4 separate regions of the Mus musculus genome follow, and regions 1, 3 and 4 are each linked to region 2. The links are chromatin contacts, called in public HiChIP or PLAC-seq and promoter capture Hi-C maps. All regions are on one chromosome and are shown on one strand. Each heading gives the region's core, a stretch centred on a gene start, on an enhancer-like site or on the middle of the called end of the contact. The rest is flanking DNA. Distances are from core to core; before and after follow the strand shown.

What was found. Promoter capture Hi-C pulls out the DNA fragments that hold promoters and counts their contacts. HiChIP or PLAC-seq counts read pairs in DNA pulled down with a chosen protein or histone mark.
Region 1: a contact with region 2 is called in a promoter capture Hi-C map of hippocampal neurons, with 5 times the contacts expected there. The contact joins the enhancer-like site here to the promoter of D830035M03Rik in region 2. A contact is called at or near these places in 4 of 39 promoter capture datasets (embryonic stem cells, hippocampal neurons, liver and 1 more), 1 of 484 Hi-C or Micro-C datasets (uterus) and 4 of 115 datasets of contacts at active chromatin or transcription factors (bone marrow-derived macrophages, embryonic stem cells and kidney).
Region 3: a contact with region 2 is called in an H3K4me3 HiChIP or PLAC-seq map of forebrain, with 4 times the contacts expected there. The contact joins the enhancer-like site here to the promoter of D830035M03Rik in region 2. A contact is called at or near these places in 5 of 39 promoter capture datasets (cranial neural crest, embryonic stem cells, hippocampal neurons and 2 more), 2 of 15 datasets of contacts at CTCF or cohesin (embryonic stem cells and stem cell-derived epiblast-like cells), 14 of 484 Hi-C or Micro-C datasets (the G1E-ER4 cell line, colorectal tumor organoids, embryonic fibroblasts and 3 more), 5 of 115 datasets of contacts at active chromatin or transcription factors (embryonic forebrain, embryonic limb bud, embryonic stem cells and 2 more) and 1 of 9 other capture datasets (embryonic stem cells).
Region 4: a contact with region 2 is called in a promoter capture Hi-C map of hippocampal neurons, with 3 times the contacts expected there. The contact joins the enhancer-like site here to the promoter of D830035M03Rik in region 2. A contact is called at or near these places in 4 of 39 promoter capture datasets (the 3T3-L1 cell line, the C10 cell line, hippocampal neurons and 1 more), 5 of 484 Hi-C or Micro-C datasets (embryonic stem cells, myocytes, reprogramming fibroblasts and 1 more), 11 of 115 datasets of contacts at active chromatin or transcription factors (astrocytes, embryonic forebrain, embryonic hindbrain and 8 more) and 2 of 9 other capture datasets (embryonic stem cells and pancreatic islet).

What each region holds. Positions count from the first base shown.
Region 1 is chr9:121,073,852-121,081,386 of GRCm38.p6, reverse strand. It overlaps Ulk4 (unc-51-like kinase 4), which reads left to right. Exons shown (of 37, transcript NM_177589.3): 34 at 7,371-7,469. Among named protein-coding and RNA genes, the nearest start is that of Gm34945, 100 kb to the right of the region's middle. Within about 2 kb of position 1,751, at least 23 of the 459 cell types and tissues checked have an H3K27ac peak or open chromatin away from gene starts, as enhancers often do. A contact at or near this core is called in hippocampal neurons and uterus, where this site is marked.
Region 2 is chr9:120,489,407-120,496,394 of GRCm38.p6, reverse strand. D830035M03Rik (RIKEN cDNA D830035M03 gene) reads left to right here and starts at 3,814. Exons shown (of 2, transcript NR_166642.1): 1 at 3,814-4,289; 2 at 5,265-5,974. Eif1b (eukaryotic translation initiation factor 1B) reads right to left here and starts at 3,789. Exons shown (of 4, transcript NM_026892.3): 1 at 3,554-3,789; 2 at 2,125-2,288; 3 at 1,759-1,860; 4 at 1,068-1,482. The coding sequence starts at 3,584. The coding sequence ends at 1,438.
Region 3 is chr9:121,103,170-121,110,156 of GRCm38.p6, reverse strand. It overlaps Ulk4 (unc-51-like kinase 4), which reads left to right. Exons shown (of 37, transcript NM_177589.3): 32 at 6,505-6,610. Among named protein-coding and RNA genes, the nearest start is that of Gm34945, 130 kb to the right of the region's middle. Within about 2 kb of position 2,341, at least 49 of the 459 cell types and tissues checked have an H3K27ac peak or open chromatin away from gene starts, as enhancers often do. A contact at or near this core is called in forebrain and hippocampal neurons, where this site is marked.
Region 4 is chr9:121,387,055-121,393,990 of GRCm38.p6, reverse strand. Trak1 (trafficking protein, kinesin binding 1) reads right to left here. Exons shown (of 16, transcript NM_175114.3): 2 at 1,940-2,134. Among named protein-coding and RNA genes, the nearest start is that of Trak1, 24 kb to the right of the region's middle. Within about 2 kb of position 1,375, at least 8 of the 459 cell types and tissues checked have an H3K27ac peak or open chromatin away from gene starts, as enhancers often do. A contact at or near this core is called in hippocampal neurons, where this site is marked.

The DNA of each region.
Region 1 (7,535 bases), core at 502-3,001, 590 kb before region 2:
GGGCATCGCCTAGGAACACATGAGAACAGGTTTTGCCTTGGGTACATCTGGAGTTGGCTAGGTAGTGAGCAGCGGGAGGCTGAGCATGCTGGGAGCAATGGATGGCTACACCCATGTTTTATATATATATATATATATATGCTGGGAACGACAGATTGGATGGTTATGCACATGTTACATATGTGTCTAAATCGATAGTTATTTCATTCTTCTCACAGAATACCTGGTGAAAAGCTACTTTTGGTAGTGTTTATTTTGGCTTTCAGTTAGAAGAATATAGTCTGTCGCAGTGGGTAGGCTTGGGTGCAGGAGTGTGTGTGAGGTGATGACTGTCCCCATTACGTCAGCAGGAAGGTGACAGACAGACATAAATACCAGCACCCATCTGTCTCCTCTTTGTTCAGTGTTGGCTCCCAGCTCTTGAGATACCTTGCTGTCCAAGGCAATTTAAGGCATCAAGTTGTCAAGGAAGGTTAACTACCACAGATATGTCTGTCTGTCTGTCTGTCTCTGCATGTACTCTACTTTCACTCACTCACTTGCTTCCCTTTATATCTGATAATAAATATTCAGTACTGTGAGATGAGTCTGGGGGTCTGTAATGTGTTCTTACAGCCACAGGCAGTGCAAATCAGCCACGAATATGACCCGTGTTACTGTGCTCTGTGACAGGGAGGGGGCAGTTTTACTGGGTATTTCCCTGTGATAGGTGCTTCCCCAGGCCCGTTTCATTTGATGCTCACTGACCACCCGAGTCATGTGATACTTAGATCAGGAGGATGTCACACGCCAAGGTCAGGTCACTGTCACGTTTACAGTCCTGTTGAGATGACTGAGTCCTGTATCAGATGGTCCCTCTCTGCTGGGATAGAAGCAGTGTCATGGCGGCGCGTTGCTGCTACTCTCCTGCCCCACCCCGTAAGTCTCTCTTTAAACAACACTGTTCTCTCTGCTGTTTCACCATTCTGGCTTTGTGACGTTCTTTAAGATGTAGCCTCTGGCCGCTCCAAGCACCTTGATGACCAGTCTGTGGGTCAAGCACAAAGGCTGTAGATTAAAGAAAAAGATCGAGAGTTTACAAACTCCAGGACAGGAGAGAAACTCTCTAATTCCAGGTGATTAAGGAGATGAGAAACCAGGACTTTAAAACCTAAAACTCCTTAACACAAACTGCTAATTCTCCTCAGGCTCCCTGCACTCCAGCGCACCACTGCTTGGTCTGTCCTTCCGTAGCCTTCCACCCCATGGCACTCACTGTCATCTGTCTCAGTCCTGACAGTCTGAGCCAGGAGTTGTTTTCCAAGGTGGCTGCTGACTTTGATCTCCATCTGTAGAAGTGCAGCCTCCAGGCTGAGTTAGAGGAAGGAGCTGGGAAAAGAAGCAGAGTGCTCTTGAGAGACAGCTCTGCCCATTTCCTGCTTGGATGCCTGCACACTTGAGAGTCGCCTCTACTGCTTTTAAAACCCTCCACACGGGGGCTGTGCGGAAGCCCGTGTCTGCATCTAATGGAGCCTCTTTACAGGGGCCAGTGGAAGGACATCAGTGAAGGTTAGAGTCTCAGCCAGACACAGAGCAGCTTTGCTTCCTAGGGAGGACAGAGAGGAGCCCAGAGCAGGAGTGGGGGTGAGCGGGTGAGGGAGGGGGGTGGTAGCAGCAGCTGGAATCTCCAGCAGAAGTTCTGCTCCCAGCCCCACAGTCCTGTCATTCAGAATCAGCCCCAGCTCATCTCCCCAAGCGCGGGTGTGAGGGACAGGGAGGCACAGAGAACTCATGGGTATAGTGAGAGACTGGGATCTCCAGAGCACCTCCTTTGCCTCTGTGGCTCTGAGCCAGTTCCCCCAGCTGTCTGCCTGCTGGGTTTCTCATTCTGTGTAGTACTGTTGTGAAATCTAAAAGAGAGAATAGAGCATATACCACTGTCATGGATAAGCCCAGCATCCTCCGTCACCTGATCCCGGGCAGTCACCAGTGGCCACTGCTTGGATCATGGACACCATTGTGGAAGGAAGCACCCACCACCTTGTTGGCAGGAGGCGTTGCTGACTAAACCAGCCCCTGGGAAGCCAGCGCACCATGGTGCTTCTTTGATGGACTTAGGATCCCAGTGTAGACTGAGTGAACCACAGGCTCCTATACTCTGTGTGTTAATCGCCATCTACTGTAAGAAGTAGATTCTCTGATGAGGCTTCAGAGATGCACTGATTTGTGGGTACAAGAGTTGTCAGGACTTGTTTCATACTGATAGCAGTAGTGGGTCCTTCATACCCACCTCCAAGGCTCAGGAAGCATTAAGGTCTGAGAGCCAGAGGCAGAGGTTGAATTCAAGGAGACTGCCTTCCAGACACAGCAGGACAGATGCTCTTGGAACTCACAGTGATGGTGACAGCATGCAAAACCTATACAACCTAGGTGACGAAAATCCCAGCATGGAGAAAGGGTGTGGTCATGAGTCCCACCTCTAGCTGAGGAGGTATTGGCAAGTGAGAGCTGCCTGGAGAGAGTCAGCTTTTCCTTCAGAATGTGCCTCCTGGCAAGTCAACTGCTATCCAGGACCAGCCCCCACTCCCCAGAGAATTTGGACAGAATAAATTGGATGGGTTTTAAAAAAATAGAGAGAGCAAGAAAGAGCATGAGGCTGGGTGGGTAGAGAGGTGTGGGAGTGGATAGGGTCGTGGGCAGCTGTAGGAGGAAGGGTGAGTGTGATCTAAGCACAGAGTGTAACATTCTCCAAGCATTGATACACTTGTTTATTTTAAAGAAAGGGAAGTTAGTTTTCAGGGACCATCCAGGTTAGTCAGGGAAGGCTGCCAGCTACAGATGCCCACACTCATCTTGTACACATGGCCATGCCATGCTCTGGAGGGCAGCGAGCTCTCAGATGGATAGCTGGAGGGGTTCTGAATCCAGTTTTGAGATTGGGCCAGACTTACTGTTTACCAGACTTCCCAGTTAGGGCCCTGTCTCTCAGTGCTGAGGAGGGGAAGAAAGCTCGCTACAGCCTTCTGCTGGTGGGACAGTCGGGCCCTGTGGTCTTGTGTCAGTATGGTCTACACACTGAACTGTTCATGGTGGGGCTGGCCTCTGTGCTTGTGGTGCGTGGTAGACTTTCTCACCTTTGGTCTCCAGGGTCTTCCCTTGTGGCTCTTCTCATGAGTCACCTTCTGGCTACATCTTGAACTTGTGTGAAGTTTTTTGCCATCATCCCGTCTAAGTCTTTTGAGAACAGCAATGGGCCATCATTCCCTGTGGCATGACTTTCTGACTCTAAGAGAGACATGCTAGACCTTCAAGCTCCACTCCAGGGTGCATCTACATTCTCACCGGCCCCCTCTCTGCCAGCCCAGCTCCAAGCACCTTCATCCTGCTTTCTTCCCCCACCTCCTCAGTGCTGGGTAACACTAAGGTCTTGGGTGTCTTAAGCAAGGGCTCCACCACGGGGCTATATCTTCAGCCTTAAAACATGTCTAGTCACATGATACTAGCATGTCTGTCCCACTCACTATTTGTGGAACCTTTCTGAGGTGCTGGGATTTGAACCTGGGGCCTCATACGTGCAAGGCATGTTATATGACTGCGTTTGAGATGCATCCTGGGCAGACCTCAGTATATCTGACAGTCTTCTTGCTGCCTCTCCTTCTACACAGATACCTCACGTCTGCTCCCTTGGCACACCTGTGCGGAGTGGCCAACGCCATGCATGAGACTCAGGTGGCGAGACTGGAAGTGATAGTTTTATATTCAGTGTTGGGCTTTTTTATACTGAGAAACTACACGTGTGTGTGTTTTTTTTTAATTCTATTTAAGATCATGTCATATTGCCATTTACTGTCAAATGTGGCTCATAAGTTGACAGTCCCAGGTTGAGGGACTATTCTGTATATATTTCTCAAAGAGTTCTCTGAGTTCCATGCTCATATATCTAGCAGTTTGCTTAGTGTGACCACCAGATGCCCTGGAACCTAATGCTGAACAAACCATTTGTCCCCTAAGACCATTCCCCCACCACAAATCATGCCAGCCTCCCCCTGCAGCAAGCCATGCCTCCCCCTGCAGCAAGCCATGCCTGTCCCTTCCTGCTGCACAAACAAGGAACCTTTAAGTCTTATTTTCTTCCTTTTTATTTCTTCACCCTGTCTGCCACCAAGCGATGTGGAATTCTACCTCAGATGTCTAGCAAATATAATTACTTTTCTCCAAACCTGATCAGGCTTCTGTCGTCTCTTGCCTGGACTACAGCACCTAGGCAGGTCTAAGACACTGGGTGGTAAGAAAGGGTCAAGTTATAGCCCAGCAGTGACAAGGGACACTGTCTTCTTAGGAAGGAGTCTGTGGGTCAGAGGTAGAGGTGGAAGACCTGGTTGGAAGGACAGTGCTGTGTCATGTAGGGACAGGAGCTCCAGAGTAGCCAGGGGGCCACAGAGCTGGATGTCCGGAGGCCAACCTAGAGAGCGAGATGCCGAGGTGGGGGCACAGGCAGTTCTGGGCTTCTGCAGTTTCTCTGAGCCTCTTGGGAGGCCGCCACATCCACACAAAGTCTTTCACTATACAGGGCTTCCACTACAGACTGGGTGAGTCCTTGCTCTGAGTTTTAATGTGTTCCTCTCATAAGCTGCCAAGTTATGCAAAGTTGAGGTCTCTGGAGTCCCTGACACTGTAGAGAGGTGGCACATAGCTGCCACGGCAGGGTCTAGGCACTGCTTGATGACCCACCGGGTGTCCTGAGGGCAAGTGTTCTGTGGCCTCACCTGCCAGCTCAGAAGCCTTGGGACCGAAGCGCTGGCCCCACCGCCCCTGCTGCAGCCCACATCCTAATTTGCAAGCCTGTCTTAGCCTTAGCAGGAAACATCAGCGCGAGCTCCGCGAGCTCCGGGATAATGTGTTAATGTTTAATGTGCAAAGGCTGCTTCTCCACATCAGCCTGTGCCTCCGAAGGGAAGGCGGGGGATCAACAGCCAAGATGCAGAGAGGCCCAGGTCTCCAGGAGAAAACTGCTTTTCTTAGAAAGGTAGATGAGGAGGAGGCAGAGGGGAGCAAGCTAACAGTTGCTATTCTTCCCCTCAGCCAGGAAAGGTGTCGGATTCTCAACAAAGTCCTTCTGTTCCAATAGTAGCAGTAAGAGAAGCAGGCAGGTGAAATTCCGTTTGTAGGCCTGAAGTGTCGGGGGAGGGGGGGAGTCTTGGCTTTCTACGGATGGACCCTGGAGTCCAGGTTCATGATCTAGGGCAGAGAGGCCTGCTCTGCAAGGTCAGGCTGAGGTCATGTTCTAAAAGCAAAGACAGAGAAGCATCTGAACAAACTGTGCATTCTAAAGCGAAGGCGGTATCGAACCTGTTCTGAATATAAAGCTGTTCATTTCTGTGGTAAAACCCCTTGCAATTAGTTCTATGAAGGCCCATGGGGTATAGCCCAGATCAGAAGGACTTGACTCTTATCCTGGTACAGTTGAAGCCTATGCATAGTGGCTAAAGTTCTCAGGTCCACAGGATCTGGACTGACCTGGAAGACAAGCCTCTAGGCAAAACTGGGAGGAGTTACCTCAACTGTGTTTACTGAGGTGGGGAGACCTGTCTTGACTGGGCAGGACCTTCTGTGGGCAGAGATCCCAGACTAGAAATGAAGAAAGCTAGCTGAACAGGCATGCATCCATGGCTTTCTGCCTCCAGACCTTGGATGCAGTGCTACAGGCTGCTTCAAGCTTCCCTCCGTCTGTCCGGACTTCCCTGCCTCAGGAGATGGTACCCTTGAACTCCGAGCCAGAATAAAGCCCTTCTTCTTCAGCTGCTCTTGTCAGGGTAATTTAATCATAGCAACAGGAAGGTAACCCAGACAGAGTCTCAAGTTGTGGAGAGCCATCCCTGGAGCCTGGCCATGTAGCATGGGATGGGCAGATGCTCTGCGTGGGCGTTACTTGAGCATGTGGTTGCCATTGGAGATCCAACTGAGAATGTGGTAGTGTGCACAGAGACACGGTGTGTGTGTGTGTGTGTGTGTGTGTGAGTGAGTGGTGTGAACTGGGAGTGTAGGGGTGTGCACAGAGACATCCATGGGGATGAGTGGTGTGACTTGGTGTTGGATAGCCTTGGTTTGACCTCTGGCCCAGTTACTTATATGTGACTTTAGATAACTAAATTCAAGTTTCCTTTCATCCCCTCCCCCAATGTTTTTGGTGTGTGTGTGTGTGTGTGTGTGTGTGTGTGTGTGTGTGTGTGGTATATGGCATGCATACATTCAGGTGCACTCAGAGGCCAGAGCGAGTGGTCAGGTGTCTCCCTCCTTCACTCTCTGCTTCCTTCCCTGAGGCAGAGCCTTTCAATAAACCTGAAGCTAAGACGGAGGGCAGTGAGCTTCAGAGAGTCTCCTATCTCCTCCCACACAGCCTTGTCTGGCTCTTCATTTGAGTGCAGGGAATCCGAATTTAGGTCCCTTATTTTAAGTAACAAACACTGTAGCCCACTGAGACATCTCTCTGGCTGTCACCCACAATAAGAGTTTCTACACTTCAATTTTCTCACTTGGAAAGTAGGGCCAGAAGTCTGGAGATAAGGCGCTCACCCAGTGCAGGGAAGATGGGTGCTCACCCACTGCAGGCTATAGAATGTGTGAGCTTTGAATAGGAAATGTCCCCCACTGGGTGTGTGGTTTTGAACTTGTGGTCCCCACCTGGTGGTACTGTTTGGGAAGGTCATGGAACCTCTAGGAGGTGGAGCCTCATTGGAGGAAGAAGGTTGCTGAGTGTGGAGCTTGAGGTTTCCTGATCCACTGAGACATGAGCAGGTGGCCTCAGGCTCCCACCCCCACCCCCTTCACTGACCAGACCCCCAAAGTGTGGCCAGAGTGAGTCCCTCCTCCCCACAGCTCCTCCTTTGCTGTGACCAGAGTGAGTCCCTCCTCCCCACAGCTCCTCCTTTGTTGTGGGATTTGTTTTGAGTCAGGATCCCATTGTGTACTCTTGGCTGGCCTGACATGATTTGTGTCCTAGGCTGGCCTTGAATTCACAAAGCACCATGTTTCACAGAGTTGCACCTTTGAGAGTTTTGGTCTCGGTGATGAGATGAGGAAAGTAACTAACAAAGTGTTCCTCCACAAAGTGTCCCCCCACAAAGTACCCCACCACAAAGTGTCCCACCACCCTTCCTACAGCAGCCCCTCCCCCCTCCTTGTTGTGTTGCCTAGGACTCTTCAGGTCTGCACTGCTGTCACAGTGTCCTGAAGCACAGTGTCCCTTCCAGGGCCTCCATCCTTCCAGCACTTGGGGACAGGGCAGCCCTGCCCTCCTCAGCCCCTCTCATCGTGTCCCCGAGTGCACAGGCCTCACACAGTCAAGCTGACGAACCACCTGGATTCCATGCATTTCCTTTCCTTTGTTCCAGGTCCAGAAGTCAGGCTCAAGAGGGGACACACAGGCTGCAGAGGACCTGCTGCTTCTCAGCAAACCACTCACAGACCTCATCAGCCTGCTTATCCCACTGGTAAGGGCTCACCTGTGTGCATCTGCAGAAGTGCAGAGACTGAAACAATTTTATCTGAATTTCACA
Region 2 (6,988 bases), core at 2,565-5,064:
TCCCCAAGAACTTAAACCTTTTTGCGAGTTGACAGCTGTGATCCCTTGTTGAGATAGGGTTTCCAGTATCCCCTGCTGGCCTTCAACTCCTCCATTCTGTTTCTGCTTCTCTAGTGCTAGGATTACAGGCTTGTACCACCACCACACCCAGGTCTGTAACTGCTTCTTGCATGAAGTTTGTAGGTTACTCTCTAGTTAGGGGCGGCAGCGATCAGGATGTCAGCCAGACAGGTGAGCCACCCACTCCTGTTGAGTAGAACTCACCAATCTGATCCTCATAGTCTTGTCATCCCGTGGTGCCTGGGATCTAGAACATCCAAGGACAGCTTGGCAACCCCCCCACCGCCCCCTCTGGTGCCAACCCGACTCCATACTGCTTCCTTGGAGGAACATGTGGAGCCTCCCTTGCATGGCCTCTGCCCTACTCTGTATGCCCACTATCCTGATGGATAAGAGTGATTCTTATCACAAGCCTTGTCCAGTCAGTTCTCTTGCTGAACTTTTAACACGCTGCCACTGAAGACTGCCCTTCACTCATACAGATGCTATGCAGACATCTCGCTTGATGAACAGATGTGCTGGGGTGACCTACTGCTTGACTTCTGGGCTGTAGCCACTCCTTCCTCTAGCTGCAGGATAGCTGGTGACCCAGGAGCTGCACTGCCACCGTGGCTGGGGTGGAACTGTTCCTTTACTGTGATGGACACTACCCCCTCAGGAGAACAGCTTGTCACTAGTCCTTCAGTAGGCAGGGCAGGCTGCTCTGGTGGCCTCCAGAATGCCAGGCTGACAGGCAGAGGAGCCCGTCTACTCCAGACTGTGCTGGGCAGAAGCACCTGGCACTCAACTCCAGGAGTGCTAACCTAAAGCCTTCCACTCTGAAGACACACAGCATCACCCACACCTGCAGGGCACTGCCTCTGGCTAAATGCATTTTGATACACTGAGGGTGACAAACAGCTCTCTCTACCTGTTGTTCTGAAGCTGATGAACCTAGAGGTTTCAGGGAAGAGACAGTTCATGTTCCTAATGTTTCAGCAAAGAAAACAAAGTGCATTGCTGGCTTAGGTCAGCGCTCATAAAGGATGCACACTTTCTTTTTATTGTTAAGCCGCAACATACATGGTTTAATACAACAACAAAAACATTTAACAGTCAAGTGAAAATAAAACTAACAACAAACACTCACAACAAAACCTTTTCCATTGGAAACATGTTAGGACGGACTCGGGCTTCGTTCCCATCTCACCGCGATTTCCTTATGACTCAGGAGCCTACATACCCCGTGTTTTCTGTAGCCATGCAGGTGTGAGTGGAAGTCTGAATGATTAAATAAACGCAAAGTCTGTCGTTTACTGTAAAGAATCATCTCCCGAGGCAGCCAAACTGAGTTAGAGAACAAAACCATTTAAGAAACTCGCCACGCTTGGGTTCATCTTAGAACCCGTGAACCTTCAGCTGCTCCTCCTTGACGATGCCAACCTGTGAAGTAAAACCGTGCTCAGCAGAATCCACCAGCAGTCAGCAGTGACAGCGCCCACCACCCCAGCTGACAATCCCACACCTGCCCTAACCCTAACCCTGGTTCCTATGCCACTCCCCAGGCCACTCAGCAGCAGCGTGAGCTGTACGTGAGCCTTGCCGTTTCCGGTCAGCACGGATACTATTCTACTCCACTACTTCCGTCCCGTGCTTTTTACTAAGTAGGAAAGGATTCCCGCCTCTTTCAAGGTCACACGGGGTGCATCCGCCACTCACCTCCAGAAGAAACTGGCAGATGTTCTTCCTTTGGTCCCCTTGAAGCTGAATAACCTCTCCGTACTCAGGGTGTTCAATCACAGTTCCATTGCAGGCAAATTTCTACAACACATCAAGTTAAATGCAGAGGGTTAACTCTGACAGAACAAACACAGCTGCGCCAGCCGGCTTGACTGCACCAAGGAGCAGTGTCCTCCAGAACTAAGCGACTCTGTAAATGAATCTGGAGGCCACATGAGGGAAATATTAGGGGAACAGTAACAACTCATCGGCTCACATTCCTCAGAGAGGGGTAACCGACTCAGATGGAGAACAAAGCAGCTCTCCTGGCCCGAGCTCTGGCATGCACCCACTCCTCACGGTCACCTTTTTGAAAGCTTTCACAAGTTTCTTTTTGTCATAATCGTCCGCAATGCCCTGCACAGTGGTCAGCGTCTTCCTGCCGTTGCGCTGCTGGATCCTTATATGAATGTAGTCCTCAGTCCCTGCCGGGAGTAAGTCGTCGCCCTTAGTTGCATCAGCAAAGGGGTCTGTAGAGGAGCAGAAAAGTAGAAAACAAATTACAAAGTAGTATGTAGAAGCGTGCTCCACTCCATATCCAGACAGACCTCGGTGAGGCCTCCAGCACTCCTGCTCCATTTCTGCAGGCGAGGGTGGGGCTCACTGATAATAAGTTTTTCAAAGGAGAAAAACCTAAGCAGGCTCTGTATGCCGATATCTGAGCTTAAAAGTAGAGACCACCACTGTGGAAGCCACCAGCAAATGAGACAGAAAACATTTACGAAACCCTAATTTCATACAGCCTTCATACAGCCGCCACAAGAACATGCGTCACCGCCACTATTTTTCGACTACAACATTCAAAAACACCCACCCCAATTAGTTAACATAGTAACTGAGCCTTATAAAACACATATAAACATATACATGCAACCTCACGAGGTGTAATTTACAAAATGATTGCAAGCAGAGACAACAGGGCCACTTCCAAGTCAAATCAGAGGCCTCTCTCCTAAGTGTTTCAAACAGACGCCTCTGGGGGCTGCTTAAAACCAGCTGGGTCCAGCCCCACCCCAGCTCCGGTCAGTGACAGGTCTCTCTGGCACCCCCCCCCCCTCCAGTCCTGGCCGACTGAGTCGCAGATCCTCTAAGCCCTTAACTTCCCTTCCCTCCCAGCAAGGACTGAGCAAGGCCACCCCCCGCCCCCCATGCCCCAACACACACACACACACACACACACACACACACACACACACACACACTTGTGAGTCGTCTGAGAGTCACAGGTCTCGCAGTCACCCTAAAGCTGTCAGGTTCTCCAGCTTCTGGGCCCCACCCCTCCAGTCTCCTTGCAAAGCCCTGGCCAGCCCCGAGGCCACAAGAGAGATAACACCAGAGACTCCCAGCGTCTTGTCACTGTCAGGTTCCCTGCAAGCCCCTAGTCCTAGTCTCTGCAGCCCTGGCAAGTACTGTAGCTCCCTTACGGGTCTCTGAAGCCCCCGGCCTTTCTGTCAGTCCCCCCAGCCTCTGGCGGGTCCCCCTGCAGCCCTGGCGTGTCCCCCGACCGTCCTGTGAGTCCCCGAGACCCTTGTCTTCCTGCCAGTGTCAAGTTCCCCAAGCGCCTGCCGGTCGGGCCCTCGCCTCTACGGAGTCGCAGGCCCACTTAAGGCCGTGTCCGAGGCCCGGAGAGGGGCATCCCCCGGGCTAGGGTCGCGGGGAGCCCCCCGTCGCCATCTTCTGGGCGCCGAGACAAAGCCCAGAGGGACGCGGGCGGCGGCCGGCCACTGGCCCTTACCGAAAGATTGGAGGTTCTGGATAGTGGACATGCGACACTAGTGTGAGGCCGGTGAGAGGATAGAATTCCCGCGGGGCCCGCCCGGATCACCGTGTCAGGAGGCTGCAGCGGCGAGAAACGGAAATCAATGAAGCGGCGGAAGCCCGGGGCGCAGGAAGACGCGGAGGCGGCGGTGGGGCGCGAGCAGGGAGGCGGCGCTGCGGCTTCTCGCACAAAATGGCCGGCGCCGCGTATTTAGCCCCGCGCGCCGCCGCCACGTGACCGTCCGCACGCACCGCGCGTCCGCCCCGGAGCGCCGAGCCGGGGGCCAGCGAGGAGCGGGCGGGAGCCCACTGCGGGCAGCCGCGGTCCGTCCCGCCCGAGGCGCCGGGCGGAGGCGCTTCCGGGTGCAACGGCGAGAAACGTGCCCCCGGGGGTCTGGACTTGCAACCAGCGGGGACCGCGCTCTGCGCCTCCGCCGCCCTCCCCAGCCCCCAGGGTTCCCGAGACCCCTGAGTTCCTTGCAGAACCCTTGTGGGTGCCACCTGGGAATTCTCCCTTCCTCCAAGCCCCGGGATTCCGATGCTGCAGTCTCTACTAAGCTTAACCTGTTTGTCTCAGGTGTCACGACCTAGCCTCTAGCAGAGTCAGGTGTGCGTGGAGAGAACGCGCTACCATCCCGCCCGAGCTCTCCTCTGCGGAGCCTCCTAAGGTCGGATGCAAGTCCCGTGCAGGATGGGTGTCTGGTGGTTGCTAGGTGAGTGTGAGCGAGCAGATGAAGTAACTGTAAAGAGTAACCGTGCACAACCATCAGTGGACAGTGGAGAACCGTCTTAACCTATGTAAACCACCTATGCAGGTGGTTGGCTTTCTAGACCAAAGCAGTAGACTAAAAATTTGGAATTCTTAACCTTTTTGTAGGTCAAACCTGTTGCCTTCGTGTTGAAATAGTATTGGAGGCCTGATGCAAGACATTAGAAGCCATAGATAGCATACATACTATGTTTCTGTCTAGCAATCCATTCAACAAGATGTAGCAGTAGGTCCAATCGCTACTACAATTTCCTTTTTAAAAAGATTTTATTTTTATGTGGTTGGGTGTATGTACCATAGAGGCCAGAAGAGGGTGTCATATCCCCTGGAACTGGAATAACAGCTGGTTATGAGACCATGGGAACAGAACCCAGGTCTTGTGTAAGAGCAGCAACTCCTGGGAAGTCTCTCGAAGTCCATTACTGTAGTTTAAAAAAGGAAATGAATATCTGGAGTGTAGTGCTCATGTTTCAGTGACTTCTATTGTACAAAGTGGCCGCTCCTAATGTTTCTATGCATGGCCTGTTGCTTTAGGGTTGTAAAAATGAATACACTTGTATGCCCCTACATCCACCAGTCAGGTTTCAGGCACACTACTTACTCAGTTTTATTCTTATACCATGGTTTGAAAAACTCTAGCTTACGAATATTTGAATTAATAGTCTTGAGCATCTTCCACCTTCATGTAGGTCCTGGAGCAGGAACTCAGGTTGTCAGGCCATCAGCAAGCCTGAGCCACCTCACCAGTCCTTGAGAAGTTTTTAATAAATTATATAAATTTTCTGCCTGAAATATTAACACTATTTTCTAAGTAACTTAAAGAAGTCTACAAAGTAGTATAAGAAGCACAGACTACACAAAACATACGGTATAAATTACCACTCTACTACATGGTATGTTTCCCCCCTTTTCTTACTAGATATACCTTACCACTGGGTATTACGTGGTTTCTCAGATGGAGCCTAGGATGAGTGAGCCAGAGAAGAAAACTAAAACAGAAAAACCTTGAAGTTTCCCTGAAGACTGGAGCTGGAGCAATGGCATAGTCTAGCTGTTCTTTCAGAGGACTGCTGCAGGCCCCAGCTCTCAGGAGAAAGCAGCTCTCAACTGCCTACAACTCCAACTCCAGGAGGTCGGATGCCCTTTTATGGATTCTGTGGGTACCTGCACTCAGGTGGACATCACTCACATTGCAGACACACACCCCGAAAATTTCAAGGTCTCACTGTCACTATACCTGTTAGTAGAACGTATCCCTCCATTTAGAAGTAAGGCTTACATCAGAAGTACCCAAGAAAGCTACAAAAGTTTTAGCCAAGCAAATAAAAAAAAACTGGTTAAAGGCTCTTCTGTGTCTGCCCTCATGGACTTTGTGTTTAAGCCTCTAGTGTACAGTGCAAATCTACTGTTCACCCACAGCACGGAGCTCTTGCAGTATAGCTGGTCTAAATGGAAATGCAAGGGTAAATATAAAATATGCGCAGACTTCAAAAGATTCCAGTCCACCTGCTTTTACTTAAAAAAAAAAAAAAAACCCTACTGGAAAATCTCACATCACATGTAGCTTATATCCCATTTCTACAAGACAGCATTCTTATAAAAAGAATAAACTGAAGTGTTTAAAATGGAGTGTGTCTGGCTTTAAGTGGTAGCAGCGTGGGTTAAAGTGTCGTTTCTGGCTGTGTCAGAAAAGAGTCTGGATGGGTCACAGGGAACCGCTGACCAAGAGAAGGAGCGAAGATAAAGGGTGACAGTTGGAAGGTTGCCAAGGTTAGAGGTAGACTCCAAACCAGGGTCTTAGCATCCACACAACACCGTACTTGAAATCAGCCAGAAAACCCACATGTTACAGGGAGAGAACCTACCGGCTGTCCAGCAGGAATCACTTTGCCTGGCTGTTGGGCACAGGAGCTGCTTCTCTTGGTTCCTCATAAAGGGGACACTATGATGTAGCTACCATCCACCCTGGCAGTCTGCCTGCATCAGAGACTGTGATGGGATTCACTCAGTTATGTCTTATGTCTGGTAGTCATGGAGGCATGGTATCTGTTTGGAACCCTGGATCCTTGACCATCCAAAGACTTGTCTTCTGTACAGAATTTGTGGCCACAACACTTGTGACTCTGATGTCCCTCTTCAGGGAGTTCAATGCACACATTTAACGTTGCATCCTCCCAAGGCCAAGCTCTGTGCTGGCTGTTCCTGGCCTGGAACTGAGGACACACATAAAAGATAAGACTGCAGGCTGGTTACAGAGAGATGGGGGCTCCTCTCGTGGGCTCAACACTCCCCTTCAGTTTATCTGCATCTCCTAACATCTGTCAGAAGCCTGAGATTCTTATCCCATCCTCTCCCCGCTCTCCTTCACAGGACCACAGCTCTTGCCTCTTCCTCCTCCTCACAGGGTTCCCCGAGGCCCAGATTTGGGGCATGTCTTCTGCTGTCTTGATACTTCCTTCTCAAGGCACTTAACAATTCACCTGGCTCGGGATTCGTTGATGAGAACACAAAGAAAACTCCACTTGAAAAAAAGTATCTGATTGGTTTTTTTTTTAATTAAAAATATTTTTTATTATTTATTTATTTCTGAAGACATGATCTAACTGTGTATCTCTGGCTGTCCTGCAACTCACTCTGTAGACC
Region 3 (6,987 bases), core at 1,092-3,591, 620 kb before region 2:
CTGCAAGCCTGTAACTACAACATAATGCTCATCTCACAGACACAAATATAAAATGAGACTCCCCCCCCCGCCAAATTGCAGAATGGCGAGATCTTAGATGGTCCATCTCTTATTAATCTCACAGGGGGCTCATATTGGAATATAAATGGACCTTATTTGTGCTTGCAAATCAAATCACCATGAAAGGTTATTTCACGAGACAGAGGCAAAATCATAATAAAATAATTTAGTGAAAACTGGAGCTGAGAATGTGCTTAATGGAACATGATGGGGTTTAATTTCCTTACTATTTCCATCATTAAAGCTCCATTATCTTTCCCGAGACCTCATTTAGGCATCCTGTCACAACGCGTCTCCGAGATGTTTCTGGGGCACACAGGAGGCTGGGGTGCCATTAGGACAGAAACCACTAATGCTGTCCCTCCTTTCATTTCTGTGCTTTGATGGCCGTGCCTGTCATCTGAGCTACATGCCTGCTCACTCTCACCTCATCTCCCGAAAGCCGTGCGTGCGTGCGTGCGTGCGTGCGTGCGTGTGGTCTTCAAAGGAGAGAAGTGTGGCTCGTAAGTCCAGATCAGAACCAAGTCTTATCGCTCAGAGAGTCCCAAGGTGCAGAGGCTCCACGGACTCCAGCAGGTCCACCTTGAGTCCCCATCTTAATCATAACCACAGCTGAGTGAGACTTGACCACAAGACCGCATCCGGTCATCAACAGTCACAGCAGACCTTTCCATTTCACACTTTGGTGGTGGGTGGTGTGTTTCTTGTTGGTCTTGAACTCCATCGAGTCCTAAAGTAATTGATACCTTAGGCATTGATTGTACATGTGTGTGCATGCACACATGTGATCATTCTTATGTCTGTGTGTATGTGTGTTTGTGTGAGTGTTGGCATTGAGTAAGGCTCACTGCTTTCCACCTTGCTGGATCTCCACGGGGTCTCCATTGACCTGAGGCTTGCTTCCAGCTAGGCTGGCTGCCTCGCTCCCCATGTCTGCCCATGCATGCTAGTCCCAGCTTTTAAGAAGGTGCTGGGGGGTTGATCTAGGTCCTCTTGCTTTCACGGGAAGTGATCATACCCACTGAGCGTCTTCCAAGCCCTAGGCGTTCATTCATTTTTACCCACAGTTTCATGTGGTAAGGTTGAATGTCTTTCTGCTGCAAACACCCCGGTGCTCGGTCTGTGGAGCCATGCCTGGTGCTGTTCCCTAGAGTCCCTTTCTTTTCTGCGTCTGCAGTTTCCACTGCCTGCTTGTTCCAGCTCTCACTGGCCTCACCTGGCCAAATCCTCGGTACTTCGTCCCATGACCCTGCAGGGTGTGGCCTGGCCATCCTTCAGATAGGACCCTACCCCCACCCCCCCAAGGAACTTGATTGGGGCCTGAGCCCAGAGTGAGGCAGGCAGGCAGGAGCTGGAATAAAGTGTTGCTTCCTTTGGCATTTTCTAGTCTAGGTCAGTCACAGGTGGCTGTTTACTTTTTCAGGTTGGTGACAATCCCAGCTGAAAAGCAACCTGGAAAAGATGGCTGGCAGTGTTGCCTTGAATCTGCCACCATGGTCCTTGATGGTGTAGGCCTTGATCCACGAACAATAAAACCAAAGTGTTTCTACATCTGGGTGCAGGTTTGGGGTTCTCGTGTGGAGTCTCAAGAGAATCTGCCACACTCTGCTTGTCTCACAGACTGTAGCGAGCAGGGCAGGTGACTCGGGGTGATGGTCGGTGAAGAGATGGCTGAGCAGCTACAGCATGAACGCCCCCCCCACCCCCAAGGACTTGTGCGCAGATCCCAGGACCTACCCTGGGCAGCTGCCAAGCTTTTGTAAATCCCAGTCCCAGGGGATCTGGCGCCATCTTCTGGACTGTCCAGGTACTGCATGCATGTGTCTGTCTCCCTGAACGAGCCTGAGCCTGTCTCCCTGAGGCAGAGTTCACACTGAGCATCCGCAGCTCACCAGAATTCACAGGCAGACAGTGCCCTCATGGCGGCGGTGGGCAACAGTACAGTAGGAAAGAAGCAGTTTTGGCACATGTGATACACCAATCAAGAGACAATCATGTGTGCACGCTTGCATTTTTTCTGGTTCATCTTTCCTGCTTCAGGCTGGTCTTTTGCTCAGCACATTGCAGGACAGGTCGATCTGTCAACACTCCAAGAAGATACATAAATGAGATGGCATCCATCTCCAGGGACGCTGGCAGCTTCCCTTGGGCTCCATTGCCAGGGTTCTCTGCCTAAGCAGACTTGGCAGTGGTCCACCATGCTGCCTCGAGGCACACCCCATCAGGAGCCAGGACCATGGAAGCATGTTGCTGGAACTCCAAATGACATGGATATGCCAGGCTAGCAGCCAAGCAACACAGTTAGCCTGCCAGAAGGGCCTGCTCAGCACTGCCACTACTGTGGAGCCAGGGCTAGCATTCTAAGGATGAGCCCAGCAGTGGCTTGGCATCAGTACCTGCTGATTCCGGCCTGCTGCTCTGCCAGGTAGAGAGCTTCCCTCGAGCCCCTGTGGTGCCTGTCAGTCGGATTTAACAGTAGCATTTACTCCCTTCTCTACTGTAATCAGAAATGGGGATGATGTCCACTCTGGCTTCCATCCATACTCTTAGGTTGCTTGCACCATGCACCTTGCTCCAGATGAGAGGAAAGCCTGGGCCCAGGTCTCCTTAGCGCTCGCCCAGCTGTGTCAGAGCTCGCTCAGCACCTGCCAGCTGTCCGCCTCCATCAGCAGAGGAGCTGCTCAGCTTCACCATTCCTGACACAGCAGGTGCCACGGCAGGCACTCCAGCCTCTGCCAGCACGCAGACAGCCTCGAAAGGGGCCCTAATCTTGCCCTTTATTCCCAGGAGTTCCTTGCCTCTCTCCGTGAGGCAAATGGCAAGGCTGATTTTAAACTAGCGGGTGACCTTTGAGTCTCACCGAGCTTGCCTCCTTCCTATCGCCCCTCCCCAAGGGTTGGTGTGTGACTCAACCACAGAATAGTTTCCAAGTTCTTCAGAAGAAAGTTGCCTGGAGTTGAGGGTTGTTGGAGCATTGTCCTGCATCTCCCTGATGCCCCAGCCTTCTGTCTTGGGGTTTCAAGCCGCATCACGGCTCTGGACACAAACAGATCTGTAGAAACAATCTCCCTGGGCTCTCTGTAGATAGATGGGAGTGTTTCATCCCAGCTCTAGCTTCTGTGATAGAAGCTGTGGGAATGATGTGGGAGATTGCATCCTAGACAGTATGGATGGAGAGGGGGATGGATGCTGAGTCTGGTGCGGGAGGAAGCAGAGTCGTACGCTATGCAACTGCGTGGGTTGTATGTAATAGCAGCTACTAGTGGATGAAAGGACCTCATAAAAAGTCACCCGTTGAAAGCAAAGTGTCTTCCCCTCGTGTGTGTTTACCATTGCTGTAAAGACCACCAGCTTCTCAGGGCTCTGACAAGAAGCAAGATGTTTGCAAAGGGAAGTGAGTGTGCACTGTCACACCCCAGAGCCTCGCTTTGAACCCACTGTGGAAGTGTGTGGTCCTAGGTGATTCCAAATCCAGCCAGGTTGACAGTGGAAGTGAACCATCACATTGTGGCATTTTCTTTCCGTCAGACTTCTTGTGCTGACCGCAATGTCTTCTGGGTCTGCTATGGTGGAGTCCCTCCTTTTTAAAGACTGAATACTATCCATTGAAGAAAGGACTTTGGCAAGGACCAATGCTAGCTCACAGCTCAGAAAAGCCTCCAGTGCTGGTCTCTGAAGGATCAGGAGTTTCAGAGAGATTTCAGCCCCTCTTGGGGGGGGGGGTTCCCTCCTACCCAGAATCCCAGCAAGGAGGGCCATAGTCTGAGCACTGCTGTGACTTCCAGGCCAAAAGTGATTCCCTGGCTAACAATGAGACAATGTCTTTGAAAATAAAAAACAGGGAAAAGGGTAATTGCATCATGATTACCTAGGTATCAATAGATTTGTCTCCAGTGAGATTGGGCTGCATTTGCCAATGCTGTGGCCTGTGAGCAGGGGGTGCTGTGTCATTTCCAAGAAGGACCTAAATCAAAGATGGATTGGCCCTGCTCTCTTCAGAGAACAACTTTGCTATGTATCATTAGTTACTTATCAAGAGCAGCATGTTGTGTCGTCTAGTCTCTTATTAATCACCCCTTTCTTCCACCATCGAACTGTGAGCATAATTGGATGAAGTTGGTGGCTTGTAGCCGCCCTCACATCCATCTTCCTAAGCCAGTGTCACGGAAACACTGGATTGTGGACATCCACCCAGGAGTGCGCTGTGCACGTCTGATTCTGAAATCGGTGTTAGACACTGGTACTCTGGAAAGCTCACACCTTGTCTTGTGTGTGTGTGTGTGTGTGTGTGTGTGTGTGTGTGTGAGAGAGAGAGAGAGAGAGAGAGAGAGAGAGAGACCCAACCAGCATGGTGTCAGGGGAACTCTCCACAGCAGGATCCCCAGTCACAGGCACTGCTCTCTGTCTACCCTGGAGCGCCTGGCCTCTCTGCCCATGGATTTTCTCTGTTCCCAGGCAGTTGGACGTCACAGCCAGGGTGATGACCACCTGCTGGCTCTTAAAGCTTTTGGCCAAGTGCAGTTGGCCAGGGGATGGTCACAAGTCATGCCTAGTCAGTGGACAGGGGAATGTCAGCATACTGTGGGCTGGGGGAACATGTATTCACATGACTCAGAGCAGAAATGGGAAGCTGGCTCACAGATCAGGCCTGTGGCTCAGACAAGGCTCTGCTGCGCCTGGCCAAGGTGAGCGTTGGAAGTAAACAAGGACCAGGTAAGTAAGGCAGAGGGGACTCTCCAGGAGGCTGGAGAGAGGGTTCCATGAGATGTGAGAGCAGCGAGTTTCAAAACGTGGGCTTGTAGATCGTCTCCTAAGAAAACTCAAAGTCACAAACTTGGACCAAGGTGTAGATGCCCCAGCACAGGAGTGAGAGGGGCAGATGATAAAGTTCTGCTTACTCTCACCCAGCCCATGGCCGTCACGGTCAGTGCTTCCAGAAACAGACACTCAGTAGCACGGCATTTGTGGGATAGAATGGTGAGCCTGGGAGGGGCAAGGTCCATGCTGCTTACAGCCATTATCACCCTCTGCCACAGATGCCACAGTCCAAGGAACCCAGTGAGCAGAACACAGACTCATGCTGTTTCTGGAGATCATGGCTCACAGGACACCTCCCATTCCTGCAGCTCTCCCTCACCCCTGCATCTCTCCCTCACCCCTGCATCTCTCCCTCACTCCTGCAGCTCTCCCTCGCCCCTGCATCTTTTTCACCCCTGCAGCTCTCCCTCACCCCTGCAGCTCCCACCCACCCCTGCAGCTCTCCCTCACCCCTGCAGCTCTCCCTCACCCCTGCAGCTCCCACCCACCCCTGCAGCTCTCCCTCACCCCTGCAGCTCTCCCTCACCCCTGCAGCTCTCCCTCACCCCTGCAGCTCTCTCTCACCCCTGCAGCTCTCCCTCACCCCTGCAGCTCTCTTTCACCCCTGCAGCTCTCCCTCACCCCTGCAGCTCTCTCTCACCCCTGCAGCTCTCCCTCACCCCTGCAGCTCTCCCTCGCCCCTGCATCTTTTTCACCCCTGCAGCTCTCCCTCGCCCCTGCAGCTCCCACCCACCCCTGCAGCTCTCCCTCACCCCTGCAGCTCTCCCTCGCCCCTGCAGCTCTCCCTCACCCCTGCATCTCTCCCTCACCCCTGCATCTCTCTCTCACCCCTGCATCTCTCCCTCGCCCCTGCATCTTTCCTTCACCCCTGCAGCTCTCTCTCACCCCTGCAGCTCTCTCTCACCCCTGCATCTCTCCCTCGCCCCTGCATCTTTCCTTCACCCCTGCAGCTCTCCCTCGCCCCTGCAGCTCTCCCTCACCCCTGCATCTTTCCTTCACCCTCTCCCTCACACCTGCAGCTCCCACCCACCCCTGCAGCTCTCCCTCACACCTGCATCTCTCCCATCTACCCCTGCAGCTCCCACCCACCCCTGCAGCTCCCACCCACCCCTGCAGCTCTCCCTCACCCCACCCTCAGACCATGGTTTCCTGCTCTTTGCTGTCCATGAGTTGCTGCCTTCTGCACTCATGTCGTTCTTTAGTATGCTTATGGTACATTGCCTTCTGCCTCTGCTGAGAGGTAGGCTTTATCACAGCAGGATTTTACTTACCCCACCCCCATCTTTATTTCCAAGTGAATATTTGGGGCACAGTGAATATTTGTTGCAAAAACTGAAATGATTCTAAATGCAACACAGTTGCATTGGGATCCTGGAACTGAGAAAGACAGCAGTGGCACTTGGGAACATTTAACTAAGGCCTTGTTTAGTTACTTCCCAGTTGGTAACCGTGCTGCGCTCTGGTAAGATGCTGGCAAGGGGAGTGGGGCTGGGAGTTTAACTCCATCTCTGCGGTGCTTCTGTTTCAGAAGAGAAGGGACCCAACCCTTCAGCCTCGGTTTGGAGAAGGAAGGAGAAAGGTTGTCTGTCTTGAGGATGATGTAATGTTCTGCCTGGTCTGTTGCAGGAGCATCAGGAGAGCATTCTGGGTAATACCATGCAGAGTGTGATTGCGTTGCTCAACAATCTGGTTGCCTACAAAGACTCAAACATGCAGCTGCTTTATGAACAAGGTAAGCTGGGAATTGAACCTGGACCCTCTGGAAGAGCAGCCATTGTTCTTAAGCACTTATTGATGCTGGACCAGCCCCTAATAGATAGTTAATACTAATACTAATAATTGATCTCCAAAGTAAGTCTTAGCCATCAACTGACGTCACCAGCCGCGGTTTTGACATTTCGGTCCCGGGCGTTGGAGCTCTGCTTTATGTGCAAGCTGTGCACTTAGAGCTTCAGTATTCCTCCATCCCGAGGAAATTGTGCATTATTCTCTAATGAGAAATATCGGCAAAGGCTGTGGGGCTTGGGTGCACGACTGTGCAGTTCCAGCTCGGTCTGTTTTTTGTGGGCTATATCCGGAGTGAGGCAGTGGGAGGCAAAGGAACGTACA
Region 4 (6,936 bases), core at 126-2,625, 900 kb before region 2:
ATACTCTAGGCCTGGATTATTCTATTTTCGTTCTTATTGACACAGGCTATCAGGGAAGCCTATGGAAGATACACTCAACAGGTCAAACAGAATTCCTTCTTACTCATATCTAATACAGAGAACCTGAGAATTGCCCCGCACACACCCTAAAGCACCAGCTTATAGCTGCAATTTGTTTTATTATAAATGATCTCAGAAATTGGAAAGACTGGTTTATGCTAGTGAACTGGTTTCTAACTGCAGAAAGTTCAAGAATGTACCACAAGCTGGTTCTCAGTGACCCTAACCCTAACCCTAACCACTAACCCTAACCCTAACCACTAACCACTAACCACTAACCCTAACCACTAACCCTAACCACTAACCCTAACCACTAACCCTAACCACTAACCCTAACCACTAACCCTAACCCTAACCACTAACCACTAACCCTAACCACTAACCACTAACCCTAACCACTAACCCCTAACCCTAACCTTCTTCTGTTACTGTCAGAGAAGCAGGAATATCTTTAAAAGGGATACTGTAATGACATGAATATGCAAATGAGAAATACATGGATATGTATTGACAGAGAGTAAATTAATTTTGTCTTAAGGTTTTTTAAAAGTATGGATATATGTGTACATCTGGTCTTAGGCACGTGCGTGAGTGCAGTGCCCATAAGTGCCAGAAGGTGGCATCAGATTCCCCAACACTGGAGTTACAGATGGATGTGAGCTGCCCAGCGTGGATGCTGGGAACTGAACTCAGCTCTCCTAGGAAAGCAGCAATCTCTCTTAACTGCTCAACCATCTCTCCAGACCCAGAACGTGTGAATTTCTAAAGAACAGAACTCCAGGGATGGTGGCCACTCAAGGGAAGAGCATTTGCCTAGCATGTTGGAGCCTCTGGACTCAGTCTTACTGTGGAAAAAAATAAAGCAACATGTACTGCCTGGTGTGGTGGTACCCCTCCTGTAATCTCAGCATTTGGGAGGCTGAGGCAGGAGGATCAGCATGAATCTGAAGCCAGTCTAGACTACATAGAAAATTCCAAGCTACCTAGTGAGACTCTGTCCAAAAAAAAAAAAATTAAGAAGCATCCTTTTAAGGACTGAGTCCATTGCAAACTGTTAGAATAGCTGCCTAACGCCTAACATGTACAAGACCCTGGGTTCAAATCCTAGCATTGAAAGAATAAAAGAGAAGGAGAAAGGAAGAAGGAATGAAAAACAACTGTCATTTGAGTAAACATAAGCAACAGTAAATATTAATGTTTAAATCATTCTCCTGTCAGCAGTACACGTCAGCACACAGCACACAGCACTCTCGATCGCCCTCCCTGCCTTGGAGTCGCCTCCAAGCCTAAGCTTAAGCTCACCCGACAGGAAGCAGCTCTGCCACCTAGAGGTATAACTCCATACTGCAGCAAGGATTTGGCTCCTGGAATTCCAGCTTAACCAGCTTCCACAGTCAGGCTTTGCTGTCTACACTGACAGAAGCTGCCTAGATTTCCTTGCAATCTTTGTTTTTTAAATGCAAACAGATTCACTCTCAATGGGGATTTATAAGGGAAATGATGGGGCTGGAGAGAAAGTTCAGCAGTTAAGAGACTAGTTGCTCTTACAGAAGTGGGTTCAATTCCCAGCACCCACACAGTGGCTCACAACCAACAGGATGCACATACTTACAGGCAGGCAGACACACATATAAAATACACAATAAATACAAGTCATTATTTAAACCAGAAAAGAAGAGACATGAGAATAATTTGAAGTTATTCTGCATGTTTCAAATGAAAATGCTTGGTCCCCACTACTCATCCAGACCAAGAAGACCCCTAACATGGCTAACCCCCAAGATCACATCCCTCTTGGCTGCCGCTCCACAGATGGCGGGCCCACAACACAGGACTTGGCATCGCACGGCTGTGCCCACAGATGGCGCCAGCTACTTACGGAAGTATTTCAGCGTCTCTTCGATCTGCTCAGTTGTGAGGTCGATGTTGGCATCTGGGGAGATGAGGGGCGTATGCAGCCAGTCATCGTGGTCGTAACCATAGATGGTGTCCGCTCTTAGCTTGTAATGGGGCAGCTGTTCCTCCAGCAGGCTAATGATCTCAACTTCTGGAAGGTTGGTGCTGTTGCACACGTCTGGGGAGAAGACGACTGAGTGAGAACCTACCATGGCTGTCACTTTCCGAGAGCTAAGCTTGAGGCCTACCCCTTCTGCACCCGTCTGCAGCATGCAAAATCCAGGCAAGGACATATCCATCAGGGGTCTTTACTAATTTGAATCCTACTCTCAAAACATAGAATTTCTGAGGTGGGAGCTGTCTGATGGGCACAGTGGCACAGGTAGGTACCAAACATATATCTTAGAACACTGTATAGCCAAGTATGGTGTCTCCATTAGGGTACCTACCGCTGTGATGAAATGTCACAACCAAAAGCAAGCTGGGAGGAAAGTGTTTATTTCATTCACAGTTCCATGTAACCGTTTATCATCAAAAGCAGTGAGGCAGGAACTCAAGCAAGGCAGGAGCTGGTGCAGAGGCCATGGAGGGTGATGTTTACTGGCTTGCTTCCCCAGGCTTGTTCAGCCTGCTTTCTTATAGAACCCAGGACCACCAGCCCAGGGCTGGCCCCACCCACAATGAACCCGTTCCCAAATAATCACTAATTGAGAAAACACTCTACAGGCCTGTCTACAGCCCAATCCTATGGAGGCATTTCGTTAATTGAGGTTAATCATCCTCTCAGATGATTTTAGCTGTATCAAATTAACATAAACCCAGCCAGGACATACAGCCACTGTGACTGATAGCCATTAAGTAAACACTTCCAAATAACCAGTACTGAGGGTTTTGAAGGATCCCAACACCATGAGATAAATGGCACATGTTTAAAGTGATGGATAATCCAGCGGCGTGACTGGGTCACTATACAGTATATACATGTACTGAACTGTGACACTGTACCCCATAAACATGAAAACTATTATGAGTCCACAGAGACTAGTATTTTAAGCTTAGAACTCTGCGTGCTGACTGCAAAGACCTCCCCAGAGTAGCGCCTCCTGTTGAGTGCCTACTATCTAGGGAGGGAAATTGGCTTCTCAAACCTTCATCTTCCAAGTCTTTCACCCTCTCTTCACTCAGTCACTCTGGAGCTGACCCGGTTACCATTCAACCAAGGCATTCAATTGCTTAAGCTATCCCCTCCCCTAGAATCTAGGCTACATTTAATTTATTGATCCATCCTTCCTTCCTTCCTTCTATCCATCATTCCATCCATCTACCCTTCTTTTCATCCATCTCTTTCCTCCCTTCTACCTTTCCATCCATTCATTATCCTTCATCCATCCATCCTTCCTTCCATCCATCCAGCCAGCCAGCCAGCCATCTATCCATCCAGCCATCCATCTATCCATACAGCCATCTATCCATCCTTCCTTTCATCCATCCATTATTTCTTCCTTCCATCCTCCATTCCATCCATCCATTCTTCCACCTGTCCCTCCATCCATTATTCCTTCCAACCTTCATTCCACTCATCCAGCCAGCCAGCCATCCGCTCTACCACCCATCCACCCACCCACTCATCCATCCATCCATCCATCATCCAGCCATCCACTCTCCCACCCACCCACCCATCCACTCATCCATCCACCACCCACCTTCCCACCCACATCCTGAATACCAGAGGCATAGTAGATGCCTGCGAGCACAACCATCACACAGCAGTGTTTCACAGTCCTGACCTCACCACAGCAGTGCTTGTTCCTGTGTAGAGTCAGCAGATGCAGAAGCAGGGCCATCCTCCCAGCCGCAGCTGGAACATAGCCCCTTCCCTGACCACACCCCCAAGCAGAGTTACTCTCTCTGTCCCCCTCATACCCACAGTGCCCTGTCAGAACTCCTGTCTTCTGAGCACTGCAGCACATGACCCATCTGACCCTGAGATAGCAATCTTTCACACACAGATGTCCTTGATTCACCCCTGGACTCCACAGCTCTGGGTCCAGGCTGTGCTCGTAGCCTGAGATGCTGTGGTGGGTGCTTCTCCTGCCGCTGTGACCAAACCTGATCAGAGTCAGCTTACAGAGGAGGGCTCACTTTGGTTCACCGTTTGAAGGCACACAGTCCATCGTGGTAGGGAAGGTGTACTGGCAAGAACACAGAATGGCCGGCGGCACCGCACCCCCAGTCAGGAAGCAGAGCTAAAGGAGCCCTGGTGCAGGGCTCGATTTCTGCGTTTTATTCAGCTCCGGAGTCCAGGAAGAAAACGGTGCTCCCCACGTCCAATACTGGTCTTGCCGCTTCAGTGAAACCTCTCTGGAAACCACAGGATACTGCAGAACACCTGGAGGTGTGCTTCCATGGTGATTCTAAGCAGCCAAGGTGACGGTGAACCACTCCCACACAATCCACCCAAGCAGGCTTTTTATTTAGTTAAACTGAAGCATGGCAGGATGACACCCAGGATGGGGACACCCCACAGTGCCCTGCAGGCTATGATTAAATCAACATGACGGGTTTCTGACGTCACCATGAGCTCAGCCCCCTTCAGCAAGGAGCCTACAGCAGTAAACCACTGTGGGAGTGGCTTGAGTCTCCTCAACCAGGAAGCCGACTACGCTCCATGTGGGCCTAGCTGGATAAGAGAAGATGATGGAGCTGGGCGTGGTGGCGCACGCCTTTAATCCCAGCACTCGGGAGGCAGAGACTGGCGGATTTCTGAGTTCTAGGCCAGCCTGATCTACAAAGTGAGTTCCAGGATAGCCAGGGCTATACAGAGAAACCCTGTCTCGGGGAAAAAGAGAGAGAGAGAGAGAGAGAGAGAGAGAGAGAGAGAGAGAGAGAGAGAGGGAGGATGATGGATTCTGCCTTTGGTGCTAAGAATTGGTCCTCGGCTAGGAAAAAAACAATCAGAAAGTTAGCAGGGCAGATGGTTGAGGAAACTGGGAACACAGATGAAGGCAAGGATGAGGCCGGTTCACTCTGAAATGTGGAATGTGGCAGGGGGACCACGTGGGGAAATGCAGATGCTGGGGGGTGGGGGGTGGGGGGTTCCCCCTTCCTCTCCCTGGATGAGCAGAGGCAAGAAGGCAGGAGGTGGTAACCCAGGTGGGACGGTAGGGATGCAGGTGCCTGCACGACCAGGTCAGGCTAACCCGCATCCTGTTCCTCTGTAAACTGTCACTCTCTGCGCGGAAACCCAGCGATCCACACCCATCCCAAGATTCCCAGGAGCCTGCACTGGCCCACCACACTCAGTTTGTAAAGTCTCACTGCGGAACGTTCCCAGGCAGGAAGCCAGCGTGGGCTCTCAGAGTGCCAAGAAGAGGGCAAATGATTGAATGTAAGGTGTGGCCTCTGGGGATTTCAAGGTGCTTTAGGGCCACAGTTCAGTCCCCAGAAGGGGCAATGTGTGCATCTGAGCATAGGGGCTTCTCTGCCTAAGATGGGAAGGATCAGGGCAGGCATATTCAGTATCTCAGCTAGCAAAGCCTAGGCAAGACAGAAGCCGTGACCACCCACAGAGAGCTATGACAGAAGCCGTAACTGCCCACAGAGAGCTATGAGAGAAGCCGTGACTGCCCGCAGAGAGCCATGGCTCAATGTCCCCAAGACAAGGACCTTCTCTTCCCACTCAGTCCCCAAGGAAACACCCTCCACTGCAGGCCTACTACAAGGTGAGCAGCCAGTCCCCACCTCTGTAGAACCCTCAGCTACTGCATGGCCACTACCTGAGAAACCTGAGGAAGAGGACTGGGGCTCAAGACAGCTGCTGCCAGTCAGTGGCATCTTTTGGCTAAATAGAGATCTGACCAAACCAGCTCTGTACAGCTGCCCCACCCCCACTCCCCAAAGGCAGCGGCAGCCTGTCTGCAGGAGAGTGGGCAGGGGACCAACACATTCCCACAGGAACACCCACACAACAGGCTGCCATTCTCTGGTGTCTCTGTGGTGTTTGACAGTAGGGAAGAGAACAGAGCCCAGGGTAGGTGGAGTGTGGAAATCCCTTCTAAGAATAACATGTCACTTGTGACCATACTGTCACTTGCTCAGCCACTGGGACTCGACCTGTTCTTCCAAGACTGGACCAAAATGCATTCTCAAACATCAGAGTATTTGAACTTTTCATAATGCGGCCAACCATCTATACATAAGCAATGTTGCAGTTGCTTTCACAGCACAGAAAGTTAGGACATAGGACAGGCAGCCAAGGAGCTCGTTCCTTGACCTCAGGGACAAAGGCTCTGGGAACTCCTGTAAGAATGAACATGAGCACGCTGGGCTGAGAAGACACATGGAAGTCTGAGGCTGGGTAAAAGTGGCATAAAGAACCATGACGAGGCTGGGCCTGGTAGCGCACGCCTTTAATCCCAGCACTTGGGAGGCAGAGGCTGGCAGATTTCTGAGTTCGAGGCCAGCCTGGTCTACAGAGTGAGTTCCAGGACAGCCAGGGCTACACAGAGAAACACTGTCTTGAAAAAACAAAACAAAAAAAAAAAACAAAAAAAGAACTATGACGACTCGTGGGACTGAGGCTGGGGAGAAACCCAGTCAGTAAAGTGCTTGCCAGGCATGCATGAGGATACCCGAGTTCCATCAACAGAAAACACATAAAAAGGCTGGACGTGGTGATACACACTTGTAATCCCAGCCCTGGGGAGGCAGAGATAGGTGGATCCCGGAGGCTCGATGGCCAGCTGGCATAGTCCTCCTGGGAATTGCCAGGCTAGGGACCCTGCCTCAACGAACAAAATGGACAGTGTCCGAGGTAAGCGACATCCAGGGTTGTTCTCTATCCTCGGTACACGTTTTCATACACTCATGCACCTATATACGAATGAAGAGAGAGCTCACACACTGAAAGAACCTGTAGAAATGTTGCCAACACTGGAGACCCACAGACAGGTGCTTGCGGACTGTCCCAGCTGGAAACGA